Regions from separate parts of the Sus scrofa genome. Here regions 2, 3 and 4 are each linked to region 1. The links are chromatin contacts, called in public Hi-C maps. All regions are on one chromosome and are shown on one strand. Each heading gives the region's core, a stretch centred on a gene start, on an enhancer-like site or on the middle of the called end of the contact. The rest is flanking DNA. Distances are from core to core; before and after follow the strand shown.

Region 1 (5,842 bases), core at 2,654-5,153:
AGAGTCCATCAAGTTCATTTCCTCCAAGTCAAAGGATATATAAACCTATTCTTAAGATTTTTCTCTGCAACAAAAGTTGATCATATATATATTTATTCCTGACCAGAGTGTTTCTTGCTAACATTAAAAATGACGCACTGGCTAATTTTTAATCTGGGCAGCAATCATTTTAAAGAGGTTTAAAACTTTTTTGTTTTCCTTTTTAATTTTTTAATTTTTTTAATAAACCCTGCCTCACGCTGGGTCCTGATCAACAGGACACCTAACATTTTGCCACTGTAGGAAAGAGAGCACCATCTCTTGCCAGCGCTACCCTCTTGTCAGAATGTGGAGATAACCCAGGAGGTCTGCCTGTAGTAGTAACACCTGGTCAAGGGCTGCTTACCCTGTAAGGAGTTTAATCTAGATAAGAGTTGTCTGTTAGCAAAGGAAAGCAGTGTTTTGGGGCTGGAAATATCGAGGGATTTTCCCCCTGCTCCGGATTTCAGTGGTTTGAGTGGCAAGTCTTTCTCACTACATTTTAGGTAAAAGAGTATTATCCTGGGAACTATTAAAAGTTAGTACTCATGGAGTTCCCGTCGTGGCTCAGTGGTTAACGAATCCGACTAGGAACCATGAGGTTGCAGGTTGGATCCCTGGCCTCACTCAGTGGGTTAAGGATCCGGTGTTGCCATGAGCTGTGGTGTAGGTCACAAACGCAGGTTGGATCCCGAGTTGCTGTGGCTCTGGTGGAGGCCAGTGGCTACAGCTCTGATTAGACCCCTAGTCTGGAAACCTCCATATGCTGTGGGTGCAGCCCTAGAAAAGACAAAAAAAAAAAAAAAGTTAGTACTCATAATAAAAATCATCATAAACTTTTTAAAAAGTTAGCATTCATCAGAACATATTAATTCCTGGACCCTGAGAGCCTTCCTCGAATTCCCACCCAATATCAAAGCCAATCACTGATTGCGTTTGAAGATGGAAGCCCTTGTGGCATCAACAAACAGGAGCTTGAGTGGGTCACGCCAGTTCTTTGTTGAAAAGGAAACAAATCCATAAAAGAACATGCCGTTCTTTAAAAGTTGTATTTTAACTTAAGGATAAACTGTGGGATTAATATTTTGACCTAACTTGCGTTCTGAGGTTTGGTTGGGTTATTTTTCTTTTTTTAAAGACCTAATGATTAAGACAGACTCCAGTGTTATGGCCTATCTGTGAAGTGTTACCCACACGTCTCATAAACACACAGCCTTTACCAGCATATCCTGTTCTAGGTTTCACAGAAACTCACTTAACTCTCATGGCAACACTTCAAGGCAGCCAGGCAAGTGTTAGTACTCCCATTTTATGGTTGAGGAAATTAAGGCCCTCAAAGAGTTAAGGTTTAAACCTATGTCTTTCCACTACAGCTTATATATGAAGAGCCCTGTCAATTTTCCCACCGCTGTGCATCATGGATACCAAACAGCCACACACAGAAAAGGTAAGAGATGACTATCTAGACAATAAAATGTTTACAACACATGAAGTAGGAAAAAGACTGACACCAGAAGTGTATATAGTATGATGCCAATTTGCTTTATGAATGCATTTATATCTAGTTTAGAAATACGTGGGAGTTCCTGTTGTGGTGCAGTGAAAATGAACCCGACTAGTATCCATGAGGATGCAGATGCGATCCCTAGCCTAGCTCAGTGGGTTGGGGATCCAGAGTTGCTGTGCGCTGTGGTGGAGGCCGCAGACACAGCCCAGATCCTGAGTTGCTATGGCTGTGGTGTAGGCCAGCAGGTGTAGCTCCAATTCAACCCTTAGCCTGGGAACTTCCATATGCTGCGAGTGCAGCCCTTAAAAAGAAGAAAAGAAACATGTACCAAAATGTCCGTTGCGGTTGTCAGTGAATAGTGAGAATTTTAATTTTTTTTCTACAGTTACTTTGTATTTTACACCATAAACTGTGTTGTCTAGAGTTGTATATATAGACTATGTATAGCCAATATATATAACTATATAGATAGATATAGACAAAATGGGGGGTATATAGTTGTTCTTAATAAGAGAAAATTTCCTAAGAAAGGGAAATGGCTGTTTTATTTAATTCTCCCCGAACTCCTGACACAATGACACAGAAATTTAGACTTTCAGATCTTTGACCTCCACAGCAGAATCAAACGCTGTCTTCTGTCGTTTGACAGATATGCTTATTAAATTACCACTAGTATGTGTGACCTACTAACTATGTGACCAACTGCAGGAAAAGGAGGGCAACCCCTGTCCCGGTTGCAGGCTTGCCAGCCTGCTCTTAAGACTCATTGAGTCTTCAAAGAGGTCACATCAAACCACTCCTGCCCCACAGGCAAGGTGAAGCGCAGACCATGTGGGCAACCGGGACATGTGTGTCTGCTGGCAGGACTAGAACCGATGCCAATCACACAGCAGCCCAGCCTTCAGCTCAGTCCTTGACAAGAGGCAATTCCTTTCAGACTGACTCGCCAACAGAGTGAGCTCCTGAATATTCTCTGGCTGCGGTTCATGACACTAATGATGTAAATGGATATTTAGCCTCGGATATTAACTCTGAGCAACGAGGCTGCTTATGTCTTCTAACTCAGTAATCACCATGCTTGCTGAATACTATGGAGATTGATCCTTGCTGAAATCAGCAAATTCATTTGGGGACACTTGAGTTTTCTCAAATTGTCCCTTAAGATGTCCAGCCAGGCATACATTCCGACAGTATAAAGCTCAGTATTTGTCATAGCCCAGAAGACAGTTCAGCTAGTCTGCAGTTCACTCGCTCAGTGTTTTCAGCAGCAGCTGTCACCTTTAAGGTGGTTCTTTTCCACTGGGCTTTTTGGTCCTCCTGGGTCTTACTTGAGAAACATCCTTTCCCTGGTCTCTACTTTCTATGAAAAGGTCCCCTGGATGACCTCAGGGTCTAGGTAAGTAGTGAAACTGGGGTGCCAGGCATGGTCTGGGGAGCCAAGTATATCGTGTATATCATGTACTCGGAATATTGAATGTTTCTGAAGCTACTTTTTGAAAACAACACTGAGATGTTTACAGCACATCGTTGACGTAGAAATATATGAAAGTGACCTTTCTGTAGGGGCAAAAAGGTTCAAAAATCAGCAATTTGATCTTGTTCAAACTCAGCTACAAATTCTCATGTCATGGGATCAGGTAATGATTCACTTAGACATTCTAGGTTAATGTTCCACTGCCCTCCTTCTCAATAAATGATAAGCCTCCAACACTGGTACTCTATGGACAGAGACATGCTTTGTGTGGAGTCATGCTTAGATCTGAACACTAGCCGACAGTGTGGCCATGGGCAAGTCTTAATTTCTCTCAGCCTCAGTTTCCTTGTCAGCTAAATGGGGCTAATATCTACTTCAAAGGATTACTGTGCAAATTAAATGAAGTATATTAAGTGATTAGCCCCATGCCTAGTCCCATGCCTGGGGATACAGTAAGTGCTCCACAAATTTAATGCTCTAATTCAATCAACAAAATCTATGAAGGAACTATTATCTCTAAAAATATTCTCATGGAGCTTACATACTGGTGGATGTTACTGTTTTATCAATATTCTTTGAAGTTTACAGATTCTTCTTGTGGCAGAAATACCTGCCAGTCACTCGCCTAGATAGAGTGAGATTTCAAATAAACATCACAGCGATTATCCTGAGGTTCTGTACATCCAACTTACATGCTCTGGAAGAGGGGAAAGGACAAGGAGACTGATGGGATGCCTCATAATCACATCTTCCTCCTAGTCCCACAATAACACTCCCAAATACTTGCTCAAGCATGACCCAGAGAATCTGTGATGCATGAGGAGAGGCCCCAGCCCTGCTTCCCAGATACTGCTCTAGCCTTGGATAAGAAGAGCTGGGCACAGAGCATCAATCCCAACTTTGTGTCACAAGTACACGTGAGGGGGTTCATTCGTTCATTCACCCCTTCCGCAAACATTTACTTCCCATCTAATAGGCACCAGTCACTGTCCTAGGGATAAAGCAAGGGAAACTTCACTCCATCCTCAAGAAATTTCTAATACAATTAGAGAAAATGAGATAAACAACAAATTATGACAATCTGTAATAAGCAGTATGAGACAAATTCTCCATGAATCTCTGAAATTCCACGTCTTATAAACAGAATCATTAACTGTCCTTTGGCTCAGACTATCTTTTCAAGAACGTCTGCAGATGGGAGTTCCCTGGTGGTCTTTTGGATAAGACTTGGCACTTTTACCACTGTGCCCTGGGTTCAATCCCTGGCCTGGGAACTGAGATCCCATATCAAGTTGCTGCTCACTGTGGCCAAAAAAGAAAGAAAAAGGGGGGGAGGGGCAAAGATAAAATAAAGAGAAGATGGAGTTCCCGTCATGGCTCAGTGGTTAACGAATCCAACCAGGAACTATGAGGTTTCGGGTTCGATCCAGGCCTTGCTCAGTGGGTCAAGGATCCTGCATTGCCATGAGATGTGGTGTAGTGGCAGATGCAGCTCAGATCCCACACTGCTGTGGCTCTGGTGTAGGCCGCGGCTGCAGCTCTGATTCGACCCCTAGCCTGGGAACCTCCATATGCCGCGGGAGTGGCCCTAGAAAAGACAAAAAGACAAAAAAAAAAAATAAAAAAAAATAAAATAAAGAGAAGAATGTTTGCAGAGGAAATAGTCTTGAAAGATAGAAATAGTATTTCCTTTCAGAGAAAGGGCAAGATTTTTTAAAGTCCAGTAAAATAAACATAAAGCCTCTCCATGGGGTTTACTTACAACCCATTACGAGAGGTTCAGATTATCTAAATCCAGGGTTCCATCTCTGCAATACAGCCCACTGCACAACAAGTGTCACCCAGCCATCACTACCTCACCCTGTGGAAACTGAACTCAGGCAACCAGTAAAAGGAAATTTGATAGGATTTTCCTTCTGGCTCAATGGGTTAAAGATCTGGCACTGTCACTGCTGTGGCTCTGCTTACAGCTGTGGTACAGGTTCAATCTCTGGCCTGGGAAGCTCTGCATTCCATGGGCATGGTCCAAAAAAAAAAAAAGATGATACTCTGGCAGCTGCTTTTTCTGTAATAAGCCTTCCTTTGTCTTTGACCCAGGAGTCTGTGTCTTCTGCCAGAATTTAGGAGATGGGGGCAGGCTAACATTTTAGTCCCAGGAATAGGGACTCAGCAGCCAAGCCCTGAAAGCGGGGTAGAGTTCACTTACCAAATGGGACAGATGGCAAGTACAGTGTGGATATTCCATTTCCCTGAAAGCTAGAAATGGCTTTCCTGACCTTCACCCACCTCCACACCCAGACCCTCCAATGGTTCCAATTCCCTGTAATATACCCTCACTCTTGAAATACCCACAGTGGTTTCTACTTCCCTGGCCCAAACCTCACTGACACCAACAGATGGGAGAAGCAAGAGAGGACAGGACAGTTTATGGAACCAGGTACGGAGCTAGTGGAGATGAGGATGGGATTCAGAGTTGGAGTGAAACCGTGGGCCTTAAGAGGTGAAGGAATCTTTCCTTACTCATCTTGGAGGAGAAAGAAACAAGGATGAACACAAATAAATCAAAGTGAAAAGAAGAGCAGGACATCCTAAGGGTCTTTTCTCTCTCAAAAGCAGCAATAATAAAACGGCCAGCTTTTACTGATCCCCTAATACACTTCAAAGACCGATCTAAGGACTTCAAGTGTATTAGCTCATTTAATGTTCGCATGATGTATACGTATAATTATTATACCCATGTTCCAAAGGCTGGAACTAAGACGGAGAAAATGAGTGCAGAGCCAGCATTTTAACGTACGCAGTCCATCTCCAGACACCATACACAGATGCAGATATAGATACCT
Region 2 (5,847 bases), core at 2,764-5,263, 290 kb before region 1:
TTGGATCCACTTACCCCATATCAACGAGATTATGAACCCAGACAGGAGGCTGGCTCTCCAGATTCTCAGATCATCATCCATGCCTTGAAACAACGCTGCCTATATGGGCTCATAAAGACTATAGTTGCCACTTATTGAGCATTTCCTGTGTTTTAGGTGTTGTGTCTAGTGCCTTATTCACATTACCTAATTTCATTACCATAATGATCTTATAAGGTAATTATTTTTATTCCCATTTCATAGATGAAGGAAAAGAAATTGAGTGCCTTGCCAAAGATTGCACAAGCAAGAGCCTGACTTTGAATCTCATGTCAACTGTGCCTACATTCATAGTTATTGCACGTCAGAAGTAGGAATTGCAAGTAAAAATGAAAGGACCCATCAGTGGAAACCAAACTGCTGAAAGAACAAGATTAGAGGTTAACCTGAGAGCCACGTGCCAAGTACTAGTCTAAGTATTTTACATGTGCTAGGCAATATAATTCTCTAAGCAACCAATTAAATAGTTACATTAACACCCCCACTTTATAGATGAGAAAATGGAGGCAGAAGGGCTAAGTATCTTGCTCAGAACACACAACAGGTCACACAGCTAATAGGTGACAGAACCAGGACTCAAACCTAGAGTCTGTTTCCGAGATGGACTCCCAAGCAGTAATCAACACTCTCTCCCAAATCCATCTGCTGGTTAAGAACAATCTTCACATACTTTAATATATTTGAACACAATGTTATAAACAAAGTTTATCAAAATGTGATTCTTTTTTCCATCTCAAAACAAGAAGGCACACCTAATTTATTTTCAAGTTATTCTCTTCTATCAGTATTTAAAGCTATTAATAAAATTCAGTGACTAGTGATGAGGAAGTGCTGTAAGATCTCACCAAGTGATGGCTTGGTTCACAGATTATGAGGGGTGGGGTTGGTTGTGGTATTGTAATGAATGTTAGCAGATCTTTTCTGGGTTTAATAGTTTTAGGGGATGTCTGTGGTGAATTCTAAATGGATCAATATGACATCCATATTGTTTTTTACTGATGGTTGCTGCACATATTCCCTTGGAGTAGTTGAATGGAACTCACAAGTGTATGTATGAAAGTCTTCTAGTTACTATTTGACAAATCAGGAGCATGTAAAAATGGTAATTACTGTTTTGTGGATGTTCAAAATGCAAGCACAATATATACCATGGAGAGGTTTTTCTCTAATAGGCAATCCAGAACACCTCCTACATGCATACTTTACTCTCAGTTCCAAGGTAAAGAGAAATATCTAATATGGCAGGAGAATGTCTAACCTGTTTTATTCAAAAAATGAAATGGCAGATCATACCATATTCTGTAGAATGGAAAAATTCTCTCCCTGACCAAACTTTGGTCAGGCTCTTCTGAGCTTTCTATTTTTTATATTGAAGTATAGTTGATATATAATATTACATAAATTACAGGTATAAATTACAGTTATACCTGGATAGCTATAGTTACATCTGCATAACTCAATTTTAAAGTTTATACGCCAACATTTACAGTTATTATAAAATATTGGGTCACATATTCCTGTGTCAAATATCATTGTAGCTTATTATATATATAATAGTTTGTACCTCTTATTCCCCTACCCCTCTATTACCTTCTCCCCACTGGTAACCACTGGATTGTTCTCTGAGTTTCTTTTTTATTATTTTCATTAGTTTGTTGTATTTCTTAGAGTCTATATATAAGTGATATCATAAAGTAGTTGTCTTTGTCTGACTTATTTCACTCAGCATAATAACCTCCAAATCTTAAAATGTGTATGGAAATACAATGGACCCTGAATAGCCAAAACAATCTAGAGAAAGAAGACCAGAATGGGAAGAATCACATTCCCTGACTTCAGACTATACTATAAAGTTACAGTAACCAAAACAGCATAGTACTGGCATAAAAACAAACACATAGATCAATGGAACAGGATAAAGAGCCCAGAAACAAACCCACATATTTATGGTCAATTAATTTATGACAAAGGAGGAAAGAGTATACAATGGAGAAAAGAGAGTCTCTTTAATAAATGGCACTGGGAAAACTAGATAGCTACATGTAGAAGAATGAAATGAGATAATTCCCTAGCTCCATACATAGAAATAAACTCAAAATGTTAAAGAACTAAATGTAATACCATACACCATAAAACTCCTAGAAGAAAACATAGGCAGAACACTCTGACATAAATTGTAGCAATATTCTTTGAACTATATCTCCTATGGTAAAGGGAAGAAAAGCAAAAATAAACAAGTAGGACCTAGTTAAACTTAAAAGTCTTTGTACAGCAAAGAAAACCAGCAACAAAATGAAAAGACAACCTACTGAATGGGAGAAAATATTTGCAATGCTATGATAAACAAGGGGTTAATATCCAAAATACACAAACAGCTCATATAACTCAGCATCAAATAAGCAAACAACCAGATTGAAAAATGAGTGGAAGACCTGAATAGACATTTCTCCCAAGAGGAAATGCAGATGGCCAGCAGGCACATGAAAAGATGCTCAACATTGTTAATCATCAGGGAAACGCAAATCAAAACCACATCGAGCTATCAACTCACACCTGGCAGAAGGGCTTTCATCAAAATGAGCACAAATAACAAATGATGGCAAGGATGCAGAGAAAAGGGGCCCTCTTACCTTGTTCGTGGGAATGTGAGTTGGTGCAGCCTACTGTAGAGAACAGTATGGAGGGTTCTCCATACCACAGAATGCAGCAATTCCACACCTAGAATTTGAAAAGATATACACACCCCAATGTTCACATCAGCATTATTTACAATAGCCAAGATATGGAAACAACCTAAATGTCATTTGACAGGTGAACAGATAAAGAAAAGTGTGTGTGTGTATATATATATGTAGTGGACTATTACTCAGCCATAAAAAGAATGAAATCTTGCCATTTGCAATAACATTGGATGGCCTAGGTCCTCTTTTTGACTGGCTCCTTTACTGGAATCCCATGTCCTTCTCTGCAGTGTCCAGTTCTAAAAAGAATCCTAAATCAGTTTAATCCCCACCATCGATGTGTCATCACCTTCAATATCTGATCAAGTTCCTTATCCTCCACCACCTCCCAGGTGATATCTGATCACCCTGGCCTGTATTTAGTATGAATCTTGTTAGGTCAGGTTAACCAGAATCCTCCTTTACTCCTGGTGTATCCTCTTAGTAATTTTTCATCTACCAACACTTCCCCCACCATGCTCCTTCGCTATAAATTTTCCTTGTTGTATTTGGAGTTAAACCCAATCTCTCCCCTGATCACAAAACTTTATTACAGTAAGTAGCTCCCCTTCAATAAAGTCTTCTTTATCTTCTTTTAACAAGTGTCATAAATATTTTCTTCTTCATATATTCTCTATAAATGGTCTGCCTGTGGTCTCCTTTGTATTTATAAAATTGGTGGGGCAAGGCTCAAAGTCACCTTGATCCCAAATTACACATAAATTGCAAAGATAAAGTCCATTTATGTACAAGCTCACTATTCGGCATCACTTCTAACAGACCACAATGAAAATGCAGTTCAATATTGCAAAGCTCATCCTCGCCAAGAATTGGAGAGCTGGAAGTTTTAAAAAATACATGCCCTAAAAAGCAGGTGCCCATCTTCACCACAGCAAGATTAAAGCTCCAGGAGTTTATGTGGCCTGGACTGCAAAGAGAGTGGAATGAATTTCAAGAATCCACTGACTTTCAGACTCTAAGAGGAAAAAAAATGGAAGTATTCCTACTCCCAGTCCACTTTCAATCCCCTAACATGGATCATGAGAAGAGGGATACATCTAATAGGTAATTGCACAACTCTTCAAGTTTCATTGGATGTGTGATAATGATAAAGGGGTGGTGTTTATCAGGTGACTCTGCCCTGGAATATCCTTTCACTGTTGATCCCTGGCAAAGTACCAGACACTATGACCCAAGCCAAGTAGATGATTAAGTCAGACAGTTAATAAGTACATACTGAGACTCCTGGCAGGATGAAGTAGCCAGGATAACTAGGGCACATGACCACCTTAGATCAGCATGCTGGACACCGATCGGTGAAATCACTTACCTTGCTAACCACCACTCCACATGCCAGATGCCTGATGTCCTGTAACCTACATCAACCACCGTGGCACGTCCACTTCTGAGCTTCTTCCCTGCCATACCATGTGTTACCCTACCACCCTCATTCACTACCACCTCGTGGAAATACTAGCTAATTATTTCTCTCTTTTCTTCCCTATTGGCTGATGCACTCACTCTTGGAGACCAGGAACCAATTTTCAAATACACATGGTATAATAAGTGGCTAAGCACATGTGTCAGACTTCCCACATTCATAACCTAATTCTGTGACTTCTTCTTCCTATACCTATGACCTTGGGAGATTTGCTTAGTCTCACCAAGCCTCAGTTTCACATCTTTAAAAGAGAGAAAATAACAACTATATCTTAGGTTTATCCTGTAAATGAGATAATAATGCCACATACAAAGGGTTAGCAGAGTGTCTGGCAGCCAGTAAATGCTTAGCAACTAATGAGCCCCAATTCACAACTCTGGACCTCTCCTATGGCTTTGCATGTGTCACTGGTCTCTTATAACTACCTTTTTATGGTATTGTGATCACCCCTGTTTTGTGAGGAGGAGACTGAAGCAAAGAAAGGTGTACAGCAAGACTAAGATTGTGAAGCCAGTTACGGCACAAACAAGATTTGAAGCCAGAATCTGTGCTCTCAATCTCCCCTAAAACCAAGTCCAGTCTGATAACCACATGGGAATATTCCGTGTAACTCTCTCAGGACTTAGGTGTCATAGACTCTAAGGCACCATCTGCATTGGAAAATGATGCCACAATGAGTAAATACTATTCATCACTTACATGTCATATGGAAGCAGGCCTAATTTTTAAGAGCAGCTGAGGTTCGGTGGAAGCTCTGCTTGAGGCCAACAGTATAAAAATTCTCCCTCCTCTTGTCCCTTGTTCCATTTTAGTTCATCCTTCAACAGACAATGGGAATGTGCCCTGAACATACAGAGGTACAGAGTAAGCCTCTATCGGGATAGCACCTGCCTCCACTATAGCCTTTAAGCGAAGGCAAGTGGGAGACAGACATTCACACGCTGCTTCAGGACAGAATGATGACTCCCAGGAGGGACACAAATACAGAGGCCTGGTCCCTAGAAAATCAAGCCACAGCACATCAGCTTCTGACACAATGTGCCCTGATGTTTGGATACCTTAAGAATTGAGGTCTCCTGGAGTTCCCGTCGTGACACAGTGGTTAACAAATCCGATTAGGAACTATGAGGTTGCGGGTTTGATCCCTGGCCTCGCTCAGTGGGTTAAGGATCTGGCGTTGCCGTGAGCTGTGGTGTAGGTCGCAGACACGGCTCGGATCCCGCGTTGCTGTGGCTGTGGGGGAGGCCGGCAGCTACAGCTCCGATTTGACCCCTAGCCTGGGAACCTCCATATGCTGTGGGAGCAGCCCTGGAAAAGGCAAAAAGACCAAAAAAAAAAAAAAAAGAAGAAGAAGAATTGAGGTCTCCATAAAGAAAGAAGCAGGATGCTTGTAAAGCAAGTTAGGGCTTTGACCCAAAGTCGCCCCAAAGCATCCACCTACAGCTACCATAGCTTATTCTTTCCCCTACGTTATCTTTTCTGACTCCATGTTTCCAAAGAACCAAAGAAAAGTAAGGCCCCCTGAGGAGTTAAATCTATCTGAATAATTTTTGCAGACAAAGTTTGAGAAACAGAAAAGCAATTCTGAAAGGAAGAAATAGATTTTAAGGCACAGAACTGCCACCATGAGACTTCCAGGGACACACT
Region 3 (6,241 bases), core at 859-3,358, 480 kb before region 1:
AGCAGTACATTTAGCAAGAGAAGCACGTTCTCTGTGGTTGTGTCTAACAAACACCTTCGGTTATCTCTGGGAGAGAGCAGCTTTCACAATCACAAGCAATTCTCATCCGCAAGGATAGTCCAGGGCACTGACTTTACCTCTTAGTGCTTTGGGGGTCATGGGAGGAGGTGTGTATTTACCTGTATGATTATACATACACACATCTACAGTGTAAGACACCCTAAAACAAGGTGTAGACATCCTGCCATGGGCACACTAGGCCTTTATATTACAGAATTTATCTACAGGAGCAAGCAGTGTGGTAGAGGAACGCACAGGGTGTTGGAATTAGATCTGAGTCTGAACACTGGCTTTGCGCCATTCAGAACTGGGATTTATGAGTTCCCTTCTTCTTCTGTTCTATTTTTCCTTAAAACACTTATCTCTACATGAAATTACATGTTTGTTTGGTTCATTTTTCATGGTCTGTCTCTTTCACAAGAATGTACGTTTCACTAAGGCAGAAACTCTACTGTGCCTGGCACATAGCAAGTGCCTTCATTTCTCAGGGCTCCCCAACCAGATCACTAGCCCTAACCTCCGAGGGGTGAGTTGGGGTGCGGGGGTGCCTACGGCCAGCAGCACAGAGGTTAAATGATGGCACAGCTGGGATCTCTTCTGGATCTGTCTGATGCCCTCCTCAACGTGAAGTTTTCTTGCTCCCAAGCAGTACATACCATTTTCAAAGGAAGCCTTTCTCTTGGGACTCCAAAAAAAGAGTTAGTCCAAAGTTCTGCCGTCTCTAGTAAAACATCAAGCATCCTCTCCCCTCCAGCCTCCCTGTTCTTCAAATTGTTCTCACTAATCCTACAGGTGACAGAAATCTGTAGGTTCCTGTTACCTCCCAGAGCTGGACTTTAAGGCTGCACCCAAGAATCTGGGAGTGTGATTGGTCAATTAAAGAATGTATATTGCAACTGTTCACCTCCAGGGAAGGGCGACAAATACCAGAGAATGGAATACACTCTAGACATTATTCCTGCCCCATTTAGGGTTCTTTACATGCCAAGCCCAAGACTAACTCTTCTTTGTGGTTGTTTCTTATTTATTTATTTATTGCATACATAAGGGTTTTTTCAGAGCTTTTTTTATTATAGTTGATTTACAGTGTTCTGTCAATGTCTGCTGTACAGCAAAGTGACCCAGTTACACACACACACACATTCTTTTTCTCATTCATATCTTCCATCGCGCTCCATCACAAGTGATTGGATATAGTTCCCAGTGCTACACAGCAGGACCTCATTGCTTATCTACTCCAAAAGCTATAGTTTGCATCTACTAACTTTTGCGCATTTTTCCGTTTAATTTTCTCCTTCCCCAGGTCTGAGTTAGTCTGAGACCTCTTCTTATTTTCTCCCAAGGGTGAAAAAAAAGATAATTTCTCACAATTTTGCCATTTTGATACCTGGCTCAGCACACGTATAAACATGACAGAAGAGCAGTTCTGGACGGACCCGAACTCCCAGTCCAGATCCTTAAGGGCCCTTGCAGAGAAGAAAAAGACAACAGAGACGGTGCCTTGTCCAAAGATACACAGCACATCTGTGGCAGCTCTGGGAACCAGATCCCCACGTCCTTAGCAATACTCTTTCCCTGAACGCCAACCAGGACAGAGGGCCTGCCAATGGGAAACCTCTGTGGAGCACACGTGTAATCTATCGACCTCCTGGCCGCTCTCATCATCTTCAAACGAATTCAGACTCGGTGGCTTGTTTAAGGGAGTAAGAAACACCGACATTCCTCAGCCCTCTCTCCTCGGGGGCCAAGCGCCCCTCCCTGCTCAGCGCAGGCACACCCCGGCTCACCTGTCCCCAGTCGCTGAGTTTGCGGCCCCCGCCTCCGTTCTCCAGGACCGCCGCTGACATGCTGGCTCCCAGCTGAGGGCAGCCTCTAGCTCTGGGGCGGCCGTCGCAGGCACGTCTGTAAACAGCACGCGGGGCTGAGGTTTCCAAGCCGGCCTTTAGAGGGGAGAAGAGAGGTTCCGAGGTGTCTCCAGCCCTCCTAGCCGCCGCAGGAACGCCCCGAGGGCACCGTGTCCTGACGCTGGGGGCTTAAGGTCGCCGGAACCCAGACCGCCCCCAGGGGGAGGGGGAGAGGGAGGGGCCTGGAGGGCGCGGCGCAGAGGCCTGACTTGGCTGCCCGCCTGGGGTGGAGGAAAGCCAGCGAGAGCCAGCGCAGGGCCACCTGTGCCCTGGCCCTTAGACAGGTTTGGCACGTTGAGGACTCCGAAGTCCGGGCACGGGGTCTCTGCAACTGAAGTAAACCTGCTGCAGCCTGATGGTAACAAGTCTAAGAATCAGAGTCAGGATCTCAATTGGGATTGGGGAGGTGGGGGGTGGGTTGCCGTTTTTATTAACCACAAAGCGAACTGCTTTTCTTTGACTTCAGAAAACTGCATAGAGGTGACAGCACAGCTGCTCAGGAGCAAAGGCACCACCTGGGCTGCCGTGCAGCCACATGTCCCCAAGCTGTTTATGTCCCTGCCAGAAGCACCCAAAAGGGGATGGGAGAGCTACCTTGGCAGGATGTGTTAAGAATGTGGATAAGACAAAGAAATGAGGTCATGCATTTAACACGGAGTACAGTTCTTGCCATGTAGTTGAATACTCAATAACTAGAAGATCCTGCTTAGAAGTGGCAACAAGAAATGCTTATTGAGGTGCCGAGTGGTATTTTAGGCACTGGGGATACAGCAGTGGATGAAGTGGAGGGCGCCTGCATCATTGCTGCCATTCTGGGAGGGAGACAGAAAAATCAACAAATAAGTTTAGGCACTGCTAACCCTTCTGAAGAATATAAAACAGGGGATGGGCCAGTGGACAGGAAGGTGTCATTCACCCTCATTCTTCAGATCCAGAAACAGATAAGGCATCCAGCAGGAAGAACAAAACAGAAAAGAACACTGTAAAGTCAAAAGTTCAGAAAGGATGTGAAAAAATCAGAGGCATCAGGACTTTGAGTTCCTGCCTAATATTTAGCCAGGTGAGGGTACCAGGTTGAGAGATAACAAGCCAGTAATAGAGCTTGCTAGAAATCCACCTCCTCCCCTCCCATGATTCTTTGACGGAATGACCAAGAACCTGCCAAAAAAGAGAAAAAACAAAACAAAACAAAACAAAAAAAAACAAGCTCAGATTTGGGATTCAAAACAAACTGATTAACTCCTCATTCCACCACTGATTAATTTTGGTCACGTCCATGTCTCAGTTTCTTTGCCTTTAAAATGGGGTTTTAGGAGTTCCGTAGAGACACAGTGGAAATGAATCCGATTAGGAACCATGAGGTTTCGGGTTCAATCCCTGGCCTTGCTCAGAGGGTTAAGGATCCAGCGTTGCTGTGAGCTGTGGTTAGGTTGCAGACACGGCTCGGATCTGGCATTGCTCTGGCTGTGGCACAGGCTGGTGGCTACAGCTCCAATTGGACCTCTAGCCTGGGAACCTCCTATGCTGCGTGTGTGGCCCTAAAAAGGCAAAAAGACAAAAAAAAAAGGTATTAAAAATAAATAAATAAATAAATAAATAAATAAATAAATAAATAAAATGGGGTTTTAGGGGTTGTTGTTTAGGATTCTTTGAGCCCATATGAAGTACCAGGTTTTCTCTGGCTGCTAAGAGTACAGACATAAGCATAATTCCTGTCTAAAAGGAGTCCTTGGGTGTGTGCTTTGTAGCACCTATGGTAAGTTAGGAGATTGCTGCTGTTGAGCACGGCAGGGCAAGGCCTTGTCTTCCACCCTCAGGAGAATCTGTATCCTTTATCTGACTCGTGTTTTTCTAGCGTGGTAGACATGAAATGCAGAGTTTTCCTCCACCCCAGGATTGCCTTACAAACTTCCCTTCATCTCTTGCTGCTCTGGCATACCAAGGGGAGCAATGAATGTGACGGCACCTGTTCTACTGCTGTGTAACAGGCATGCAGTCAACGCATGCAATGAATAAAAGCAAGCCATAACAGCAACTTACTTACATGTGCCGTGTACCCTGTGTGTTAGACACTGCCAAGCTGTCCACATGCATGATTTCATTTCTTCCCCTTAAAACCTTGAACTATGTATTCCTACTTTATAAGGAAACTGAGGCTCAGAAAGTTTAGATAAGCAGTTCAAAGTCAAACTGCATTTCACCCAGTTCCAAGGCACTGGCTCTTAAATACGCTTCCTCCCCCCGCCTTTTTTTGGTCTTTTGTCTTTTTAGGGCCACACCTGTGGCATATGGAGGGTCCCAGGCTAGGGGTTGAATCTGAGCTGGCCTACGCCACAGCCACAGCAACACAGGATCTGAGCTGCCACATCTGCAACCCACACCACAGCTGACAGCCATGCAGGATCCTTAACCCATTGAGCGCGGCCAGGGACTGAACCTGTGTCTTCATGGATACTAGTCGGGTTTGTTAACCACTGGGCCATGATGGGCACTCCCTCTTCCTTCCCTTTCGAAAAGAACAACAACAGTGACTGTTAGGACAACCAAACAATAGCACTTCTGTTGTCTCTTCACATCCACTCAAAATTGAATTCTTCATTTTTTTTCACATACAAATGCCGCGGGTCTGTGTTGGGAGGAGAGTGCAATTAGTTGTCTGCAACTTCAGAGAAAAACACTTCACAGCTTCTTTAAAACATTATTCTGGCAAAAAGGGAAAATTTATCCATGCAATAACAAAAACTCAGGGTGATTTTTGTAGATGATTTTTAAACTATCATTTTAATTGAGATGGAATGCAATGCATTATGTTTATGAACAAGGGTGGTGCCAGGTCCTGAGAAAATTGGTGTGGAAGGAACATCCAAGAATTCAGCCGCCGGTAGACCACTGAGATACTGAGAATGGCTGGGAAGAGATGGGCACCGTGTCGCAAGATGTGCCCTTGTGTACCAGGTAAACTTAGAGCTGACCTTCACTGATTTGGAAATTGAATATTTCCCAATCACTGTAGGTTTATCAATCCCTTTTCGTTTAACCTTACAGGGATACAGTTGAGTTAATCATAATCTCTGAGTTCACGGTAAATAATCAAAACTTCAAGGACCCTCTCTTGTTTTATTTATTCCTTCCCTACTGCCAGTCCCTTCCCCCAAAGGCCACATCCTTAGTGTGCTTTAAGATTTAGCCTTGGATTTATTCAATGCAGGGAAATATTGGGGTATGTATTTTTCATGGATAGGAGTGATATCATAGTGTACATTCACAATAGCATGTAAATGTTCTACAGATTCCGTAGCTGCTTTTTCCTTTCTGCTGTGTTCTTTGGTTGTAGCCATGCTGCTGAACATTCTTGTTCTTTGCTCTTTGAACTGGTGCAGACTATCCCACAGTGTGTATCCACCACATTTCTCCGTTCCCCTGGGCTAGCTCTGATTTTCCACCACTCCAAACGACACTGTGATAAGCATCCTCCTTGTTGCTTCATATACCGAAGTGAGAATTTTTCTGGGATAGATGGATGGGATCCTGAATCACAAGGAACATGCATTCTTAATTTCACAAAGTACTGCCAGGATGCCCCCTCTGAATGCCTTGTACTAGTCCACACTCTCACCAGCAGGGCAAAAGAGTTCCCGTTGCTGGGCAGCCTCGATAGTTGGCATTTTCCAAGTGTCCAATTCTTTGCAGTCTGTTCAGTGAGACAAGGCATGTTCTTGCTGTTTTTAATTCACACCCCTCTTCTGACAAGGGAGTTTGAGCATCTCTTTCTACATTGGGTCAGTTAAGACTTCCCAGGCTGTGAAGAGTTCGTTATCAAACACTTTGCCTATTTTTCTGTTAGGATTCCTATTTTTTGTGTGGATTTGCAGGAATAATTTGTATGATTTAGGTATCAGCCCTGTGCCTTTCTCAAGCCACTGATGATACCATCTCCTAATCCGTCACTCTCAGTTGACTGTCAACTGATGTTTTTCCTTGAGAAAAAAATACATAATTCCAATACAATAAAAATTCATCCTAAAATTTTTTTTCTGGTTTATGCTCTTGGGGCCTTTTTAAAAGAAATCCTTTCTCATCCCTAAGTTACTAAGATATCCTCTTCTTTCTTCTGTCTTTCTTATAGTTTTATCTTTCACATTTAGACCATTAATCTTTCTGTATCTCTTGTATATGGAACATGGTAATAACCCAGTGTTTTTCTTCTCTCTTTGTCCATATCTGAGTCCGTTTTTCAATAATATGTGCAAAGACTTTTCCCTACTTTTTTGCCAGAG
Region 4 (6,306 bases), core at 2,802-5,301, 460 kb before region 1:
GTCATTCATATGCTCATTCATTAAACTAATATTTGTTGAGTATATCCTATGTGTCAGGCACTGTTCTAGACCCTGATGAGCAGGACAGTGAATGTTTTCATTGATTTTACATTCTGTCAGGGGACATGACTGGTAAACAGGTAGGAATAAGACAAAGCAAGATATACTCTGTATTGATAAAGGCCAAGATGAAATAAAGTGTTTGAAAAAAGGTATCATAAAGGAGGTAAACTATTTTGAAGAGGCTAACTTAAGCTGGATGCACAAGGGAGACCTATTCAACAAGGTCCTATCTGAACTGAGAACTGGATTATGAGAAGGTTCCACGCCAAATGCGAAGATCTGAGAGAAGAGGGTTCCCACTGGAGGGCATATCTGCACAAGATCTCTAGAATAATGAGCATGTGGCCTTTTTTGAAGAACAGACAGAGAGGCCAGTCGTGGCTGAAGTAGAGAGTGGGCAGGAGCAGTTCATGTGCTTATAACCAGTAAAGTACTAATGCCAGTTCATACTTGGACTTGAGAGAGACGATTGTTCAGTTTTGTGAGTCTTCTGCCAAACACATCCCTGATTAAAAACTAAATTGTAGGACTTCCCGTCGTGGCTCGGCGGTAACGAACCCAACTAGTATCCATGAGGACTCGGGTTCGATCTCTAGCCTCCCTCAGCGGGTTGAAGATCTGGCGTTGCTGTGGCTGTGGCATAGGTCAGCAGCTATAGCTCTGATTCGACCCCTAGCCTGGGAACTTCCATATGTCATGGGTGTGGCCCTAAAAAGACAAATAAAAAAAAAAAAGAAAGAAATTATGTAAACTTCAAATTACATAAATTATCAAAACAAAGGTAACAGATCCTCAAGATTTCATTATTTCACAATTATTTTACCAAATAATGTATTATTTACACTGTTAAGGTTATTTATGACCATTTTACCTGCGTGGTAGAAATTCTACATAATTACATAGGCAACTGCACATCTCACCTTCATGATCACACCGGTAGCTTGAAATCTACCATAGTGGAAATATGGCAAACACCATGAAAATCAGCATGCACTACAAATCAGGGGCAAAGTCAGTGGGTCGTTAAACATTTACCACCATCCTACTGAGTAATAGCCATGGCAGCAAGCCGCAGGGAGGGCAGGATCCAAGTCAGACGCCTCAGAGGCAGGACACCAGTGTCACTCAGGCGTTGACACTTTGGGGACAGAGTAGGCTCAGCTACTGGTCAACAGAGCAATGACATCAAATCCAAGCAGATTAGCGTAAGATTCAGTCTGGGAAAAATCCAAGGTCAAAGCCAGGGGAAGCTCGCAACAGTGAGGCTTCTAAGTAAGGGTTGGTTTTCAATTGGTCAACCCAAAAGCCTTCTCTGACGCATGCCCTCCTGTTGGGAATGGGCACCCCTCCTTGGCTCAGAGAGCATCTTGACCTTTCTTCCATGACTAAACTAATCATCTCTCTTATTGTCTTGTTGTCACTATTCTGTCTCCTTCTTCTAGATTAAAAGCTCTCAGACTAGGGACCAAAAGGAAGAGTGGGAAGAAACAGAGCTTAGGAAAGGAGGTTGCAGAGAGGCGCAGCAGAGGAGTTGGGGGGAGGATGGAAAGCTTAGATCCAAGGTGGAGCTGTTCTGGGTGCAGACAAGACTCAAGATGTAGCCTCAAAAGGGGCAAGCCAAAGGGGAGTGGAGGTTAAATTGCTGGAGTCTCAAAAGTCAAGGAAGCAAGAGGCTCTGTGCTGAGTAGGTTGTTCTCATGGCCCTTTTCTTCCCATTACAAATTTCTCACAATTCTTCAGGGCCAGCATCAAAGACTGTCTCTGAAAGAATTTAACAGTCCTCTCCACCCCCTTCAGAAATCAGTAGGACCCCTCTTTACCCAAATAAAATATACTTATGGGACCAGGGTAACTTCTTTATCAGCAGAGATTAATTCTCCATAGCTCTGAAAAAATGTAGGCAGTGTCTTATCACCTGGAATACATCTAGAATGCTAGTTAGTACAAAAGGACTATTCCAAAGCTTCTTAAAAAGGCCAACTGGCCAGATTAGGACTTGGTGGGTCTGGGATGAAGCTTCATAACCTAAACATTAACAGGCACCTCATTTATTTCTAATGGGGGTATTGTGTGGATGTGATCCAGACAGCAGTGGTGCTCTGTGTGGTTGAACTGAATTGTATGAGGTAGAACTAGCGGTATCAACTTGTAATGAATGGATTGCAATGCAAGATTTTCACTCAATCCTTTCTGTAGTTCAAGAAATGGCCAGCAGGTGGCAAGCGACTCACACAACCCATCCAGGAGGGACTTGAAGCTTCCCTGGACCCCAAATCCCAGATCAAAACCTGCTCAGGCAGTCAAGGAGGAACCTGCTTCCCAAGCAAAGCCGCCTATAGCCAGAGTGGTGAGTTTCTTCTTTCTGTATGTGAATCCCGATGAGCCAGTTGCCCATCTCTTACTCTGGTCCCCAGGGCTGCAGTTATGCTGACCCCATCATTCAGTCTTCCGGCTACTAGGAGCCATAATCCTGGCACTAGATGGACTGGTCTCCAACATGAAGCTGTGAGTGAGGTCATGTACCTGCCAAAGGCTCTTGCAGTAAAGATCTGCAAAAGATGTTTGGTCAAAGAGGGAAGCCCTGGCCAACAGGGAGTCCTGTGGACATGCCTATGTTGCCGGTGTAGTCAGAACTGAAGGGAAGGCATTTTATTTAGTTCTCTCATTTTGTAGATGGACAATAGTCTTAGAAGAGAGTGAGCAATTTTCCCAAAGGCACAGAACAAGGAAGTTCCAGAACCTGAAGTCTGTCATGACTGCAAATGGCTCGCCTTTTCACTGCACTTTACACTATAGGAGTTAAAGGTGTACGTGTGTGTTTACTTCACTAGTGTCCGCTCATGAACTGTCACACGGGAGAAGCTGGGGGTGGACCATCTGCTAGAGGAAGAGGGGCTGGATGTGTTGGCATCAGTAAGTCCACTTTTTTACCTAGATTGTATATTTCTTTAGATAAGGGAGCGTGGGAGTCCACACTAACGGAGCATGAGGGAAAAGGATTCTCCATTGTCGGGGTGGGGGGGTTTGTTTTGGGTTTTGTTTGTTTGTTTGTTTGTTTGCATTTTAGGCCCACACCCACAGCATATGGAAGTTCCCAGGCTAGGGGTTGAATCAGAGCTGCAGCTGCGGCCTATGCCACAGCAACTGAAGATCCAAACAGCATCTGCAACCTACACCACAGCTCGCTGCAAGGTGGGATCCTTAATCCACTGAGTGGAGCCAGGGATCGAACCCAAATCCTCATGGATGCTAATTGGGTTTGTAACTGCTGAGCCATAACGGGAACTCCTGTTTTTTGGTTTTGGGGTTTGTTTGGTTGGTTGGTTTTTTTTTTTTTTTACTGTGTTTTAATTTAAGAGCTTCTTGTCCTATACCCGTCCTTTTGTGTTTACTAAACTAGAAGCTCATTGAAGGCAAACTGTTCTATTTCTCTCTGATTATGTTCAGTAGTTATTTGATGAATCAGTGAGCATATCAACCTGGATCATTTTGGAGGATCGAAGTAGTATTTTCTAACATCTTAGATAATAGCACATACCTCCTGTGATGTATTTCAGGATGCTTAGGTTTATTTAACAAACCCATATACAGTGTTTGTTACATGCAGTGAGTGCCTGGCACTGTTCTCAGCATTTTGCAAGTACTAATTCATTTAATTGTGGGTTTTGTTGCTGTTTATTTAAGGTTCCCCACCAATAAATAACCCTACATCAGAAATCACCCTCTCCCTCCCCTTCCTCCCCTCAAAGAGAGCAAATACTAGGTCTAGGGAAAGTGGTGGAGGAAAGGGTTTACGGACTAACCACGACGTTCCCAGTTTCCCAGGTAGACTCTGGACCCCGGCAGCGGTTGCTTCCTTGCTAACCTGGTGCAGAGCAAACTTTCCCCTCGGCGGCGGGCGCAGCCAGCGGCCAGGTCCACGCAGAAGTGCAGACGGCTAGCAGCCGCCGGCTGATTTACAGGCCAGAGCATTCCCGGGCCGCGCCGCAAGGAGTCGGGCTGAGCTCGGACTTCGGGGAGGTGATGATGGACACAGGACACGTGGCCACACAATGGGGACACACGACTGACCTCAGTCACTTCGGCAAACTGCCCCTGTTTTCTGGAGGCAGCGGGAGCGTTTCAGGAGCTCCAGCTCCAGGGCCCCGGGCGCCTGAGTTCCTCGCCCCAGCAGGTAGCGCCCCTCGCCCGCCGGTTGAGCGCAGAAGGCACCCAGGGGCGTGCTGGGCCCCGGGAACTCTCAGGGACCTCTGACCCCGAGTCTCAAAGTCCTTTCCCGAGGAATGGAGCCATGGTGCGTTCCATCCTTTGTAAAGAAAGACACACGAACCGTCTCCGCTGGGCGCTGAGACTGGCCGGCTCGCACTGGGAGTGAACTTGCCCGGCAGGTCAGACGCAGGCACCCGCGGATTTTGCGATGTCACCCAGCGGCCGGGAGGGGTGAAGACAGAGGAAGGGTCAAAGCGGGTGGAGTGCGTGTGTGCTGTGTGTGGGGTGGAAGGTGGGGGGATGTGAGGAGCGGGAATCCGGGGAACGGGGGCCTGGAGATGCCTGAATTTGAGAAGCAGCAGCCAAGTTAGGGAAAAAATAAACCGGGCTTTTTTCCCCCCTTCCCCGCTATATGCAAACTGTCACTTCGGGTTAGAGAGAGCCCTTATCTGGCTCATTAGCATGAGCTGTGGCTAACGCGCTTAAACCCTCTAATTATTTATTATGCCGTCACGGAGCGGGTCGCCACCCCGGGGCGGACTTGGGCACCCGGACGCAGCGCGCAGTCAGGCTGTGCGCTCCCGAGGACGCACCTTCCGCGCCAGGGCCCCGCGGGGCGCTGCTCCACGAGGCCGCGTTGCAGCGTCCTTGGGGTGCATCAGAAACGTCCTCTCCCCAAAACTCACCCGCAGGGAGGTGGTGGGGCCCTCAGCTCTCGTCTACTCTCCTGTCCGATCCTCTCTCTAGCCTACCGAAGGTGGAGCCACGGGGCACAGGATTTTTGCAAAAATGCAAGATGAACAAGGAGCTGGGAACTTGGGCTGGGTGGTGTGTCTGGTCGGGTGCACCTTTTAGAAGGACCTGGGGGAGACTCCAAAGGTTGTGGGAGTCCTTCTTCCAACTCTCCTCCCTACCCTCGCCTCCCAACGCCCCACTCCCCGCGGAGTTTGAAAAGAGTTCAGAAAGTTGGGGGAGAACGGGGCGCTGGGCTGACAGCCGGCCCCTCACAACCGTGATCCTATTCAGAAAACAGTTTCAAAATAAGTTAACCTCTGTAGGGTGTTTTTTTTTTTTTTCCCTCCCCTCTAATTGTGCCCCCTTCCCCCTCCCTCTCTCCATTCGCGTCTGTTTTATGTTCCTCTGCGTTGTGCCAACTATTTTATCTTTATTCCTTCTCTTTCTCTCTGGCCATTCATTCCTTTTGTTGTGTGTGTGGCTTCTCGGGCTGATGTGCAGCTCGTTACCACCCACTGCACGCTGGCTCCTGTAGCTGAGGTGTTTCTATACAAACTGGAGCGTCCAGTTGTCATATTAATTATTACACCGAGTAATGACTGAAATGGTCAAAATAAGGGGAGAGTCGAGAGCGCTTTCTCTTGCTGCTCAAAGATTCAGCAAAGAAGCCTTGCGACAAAGCACTAATTGGTCCCCAGAAACACTCCGACAAGGCATGGAAGATAGGTTTCATAGAACCCAGCGACTGTGAAGGGGGAAAGCGCTGAATGGACCCCACGCTCCTTTTCTAAACTCTCTTGCTGAGCAAAAAATGGACCTCTGTTTGAATACTGCCCTGAGCCTTGAATACTATACCCAGCAGAGAAAAAAATGCGCCATTTATTGTAAGTTTTTTTTTTTTCTTCTCCAGCTATTCATAGGTTCTCTGTGAAGAATCAGCTGGTTTTGTTTACCCTGAAAGACCTTTACTTTATTTCCTTTCTTGGAGGAGGTGGGGAAGGGGGGGGGGAAGGAGAGCCCTGTGCCTAGACGGAGAGGAGCTGGCCTACTGTAACAAAATAGGGTGTAACAAATCCTACAGAAGTTTAGAATGTATTGGTTCTTTGGAGCGCTATATAGATTAACGACTTTCTTTATGCTGCCCCGAGGAAGGTATTTAATCATAATGTAAATGGGGCTTTAGAAAAAATAAAGACTTAGCAGCAGTTACTTCTCCTTATTTGAAGAACTTCAAAAGGATTTTGTGAGGGTGGCTGCAAATGACCCCCTCCCCCTCTCCCTCCCCTCCCCTCCCTAACC

The links. Hi-C and Micro-C count contacts between places; a contact is called where the count stands out from the background.
Region 2: a Hi-C map of liver shows a contact between it and region 1, with 7 times the contacts expected there. The contact joins two enhancer-like sites. A contact is called at or near these places in 1 of 5 promoter capture datasets (liver) and 6 of 47 Hi-C or Micro-C datasets (brain, liver and skeletal muscle).
Region 3: a contact with region 1 is called in a Hi-C map of liver, with 7 times the contacts expected there. The contact joins the promoter of PAH here to the enhancer-like site in region 1. A contact is called at or near these places in 1 of 5 promoter capture datasets (liver) and 13 of 47 Hi-C or Micro-C datasets (alveolar macrophages, embryonic fibroblasts, fetal liver and 7 more).
Region 4: a contact with region 1 is called in a Hi-C map of liver, with 12 times the contacts expected there. The contact joins two enhancer-like sites. A contact is called at or near these places in 1 of 5 promoter capture datasets (liver), 27 of 47 Hi-C or Micro-C datasets (alveolar macrophages, brain, embryonic fibroblasts and 15 more) and 1 of 2 datasets of contacts at active chromatin or transcription factors (skeletal muscle).

The regions. Positions count from the first base shown.
Region 1 is chr5:80,907,247-80,913,088 of Sscrofa11.1, reverse strand. LOC106510398 (a long non-coding RNA gene) reads left to right here. Exons shown (of 4, transcript XR_001308844.2): 3 at 1,392-1,465. Among named protein-coding and RNA genes, the nearest start is that of STAB2, 47 kb to the right of the region's middle. Within about 2 kb of position 3,903, at least 3 of the 83 cell types and tissues checked have an H3K27ac peak or open chromatin away from gene starts, as enhancers often do. A contact at or near this core is called in liver, where this site is marked.
Region 2 is chr5:81,194,952-81,200,798 of Sscrofa11.1, reverse strand. It overlaps LOC110260782 (a long non-coding RNA gene), which reads right to left. Exons shown (of 4, transcript XR_002344190.1): 3 at 2,670-2,757. Among named protein-coding and RNA genes, the nearest start is that of ASCL1, 160 kb to the left of the region's middle. Within about 2 kb of position 4,013, at least 1 of the 83 cell types and tissues checked has an H3K27ac peak or open chromatin away from gene starts, as enhancers often do. A contact at or near this core is called in liver, where this site is marked.
Region 3 is chr5:81,381,268-81,387,508 of Sscrofa11.1, reverse strand. It overlaps PAH (phenylalanine-4-hydroxylase), which reads right to left and starts at 2,108. Exons shown (of 15, transcript XM_021092656.1): 1 at 1,848-2,108. The coding sequence starts at 1,907.
Region 4 is chr5:81,365,191-81,371,496 of Sscrofa11.1, reverse strand. No RefSeq gene overlaps it. Among named protein-coding and RNA genes, the nearest start is that of ASCL1, 8.0 kb to the right of the region's middle. Within about 2 kb of position 4,051, at least 4 of the 83 cell types and tissues checked have an H3K27ac peak or open chromatin away from gene starts, as enhancers often do. A contact at or near this core is called in liver, where this site is marked.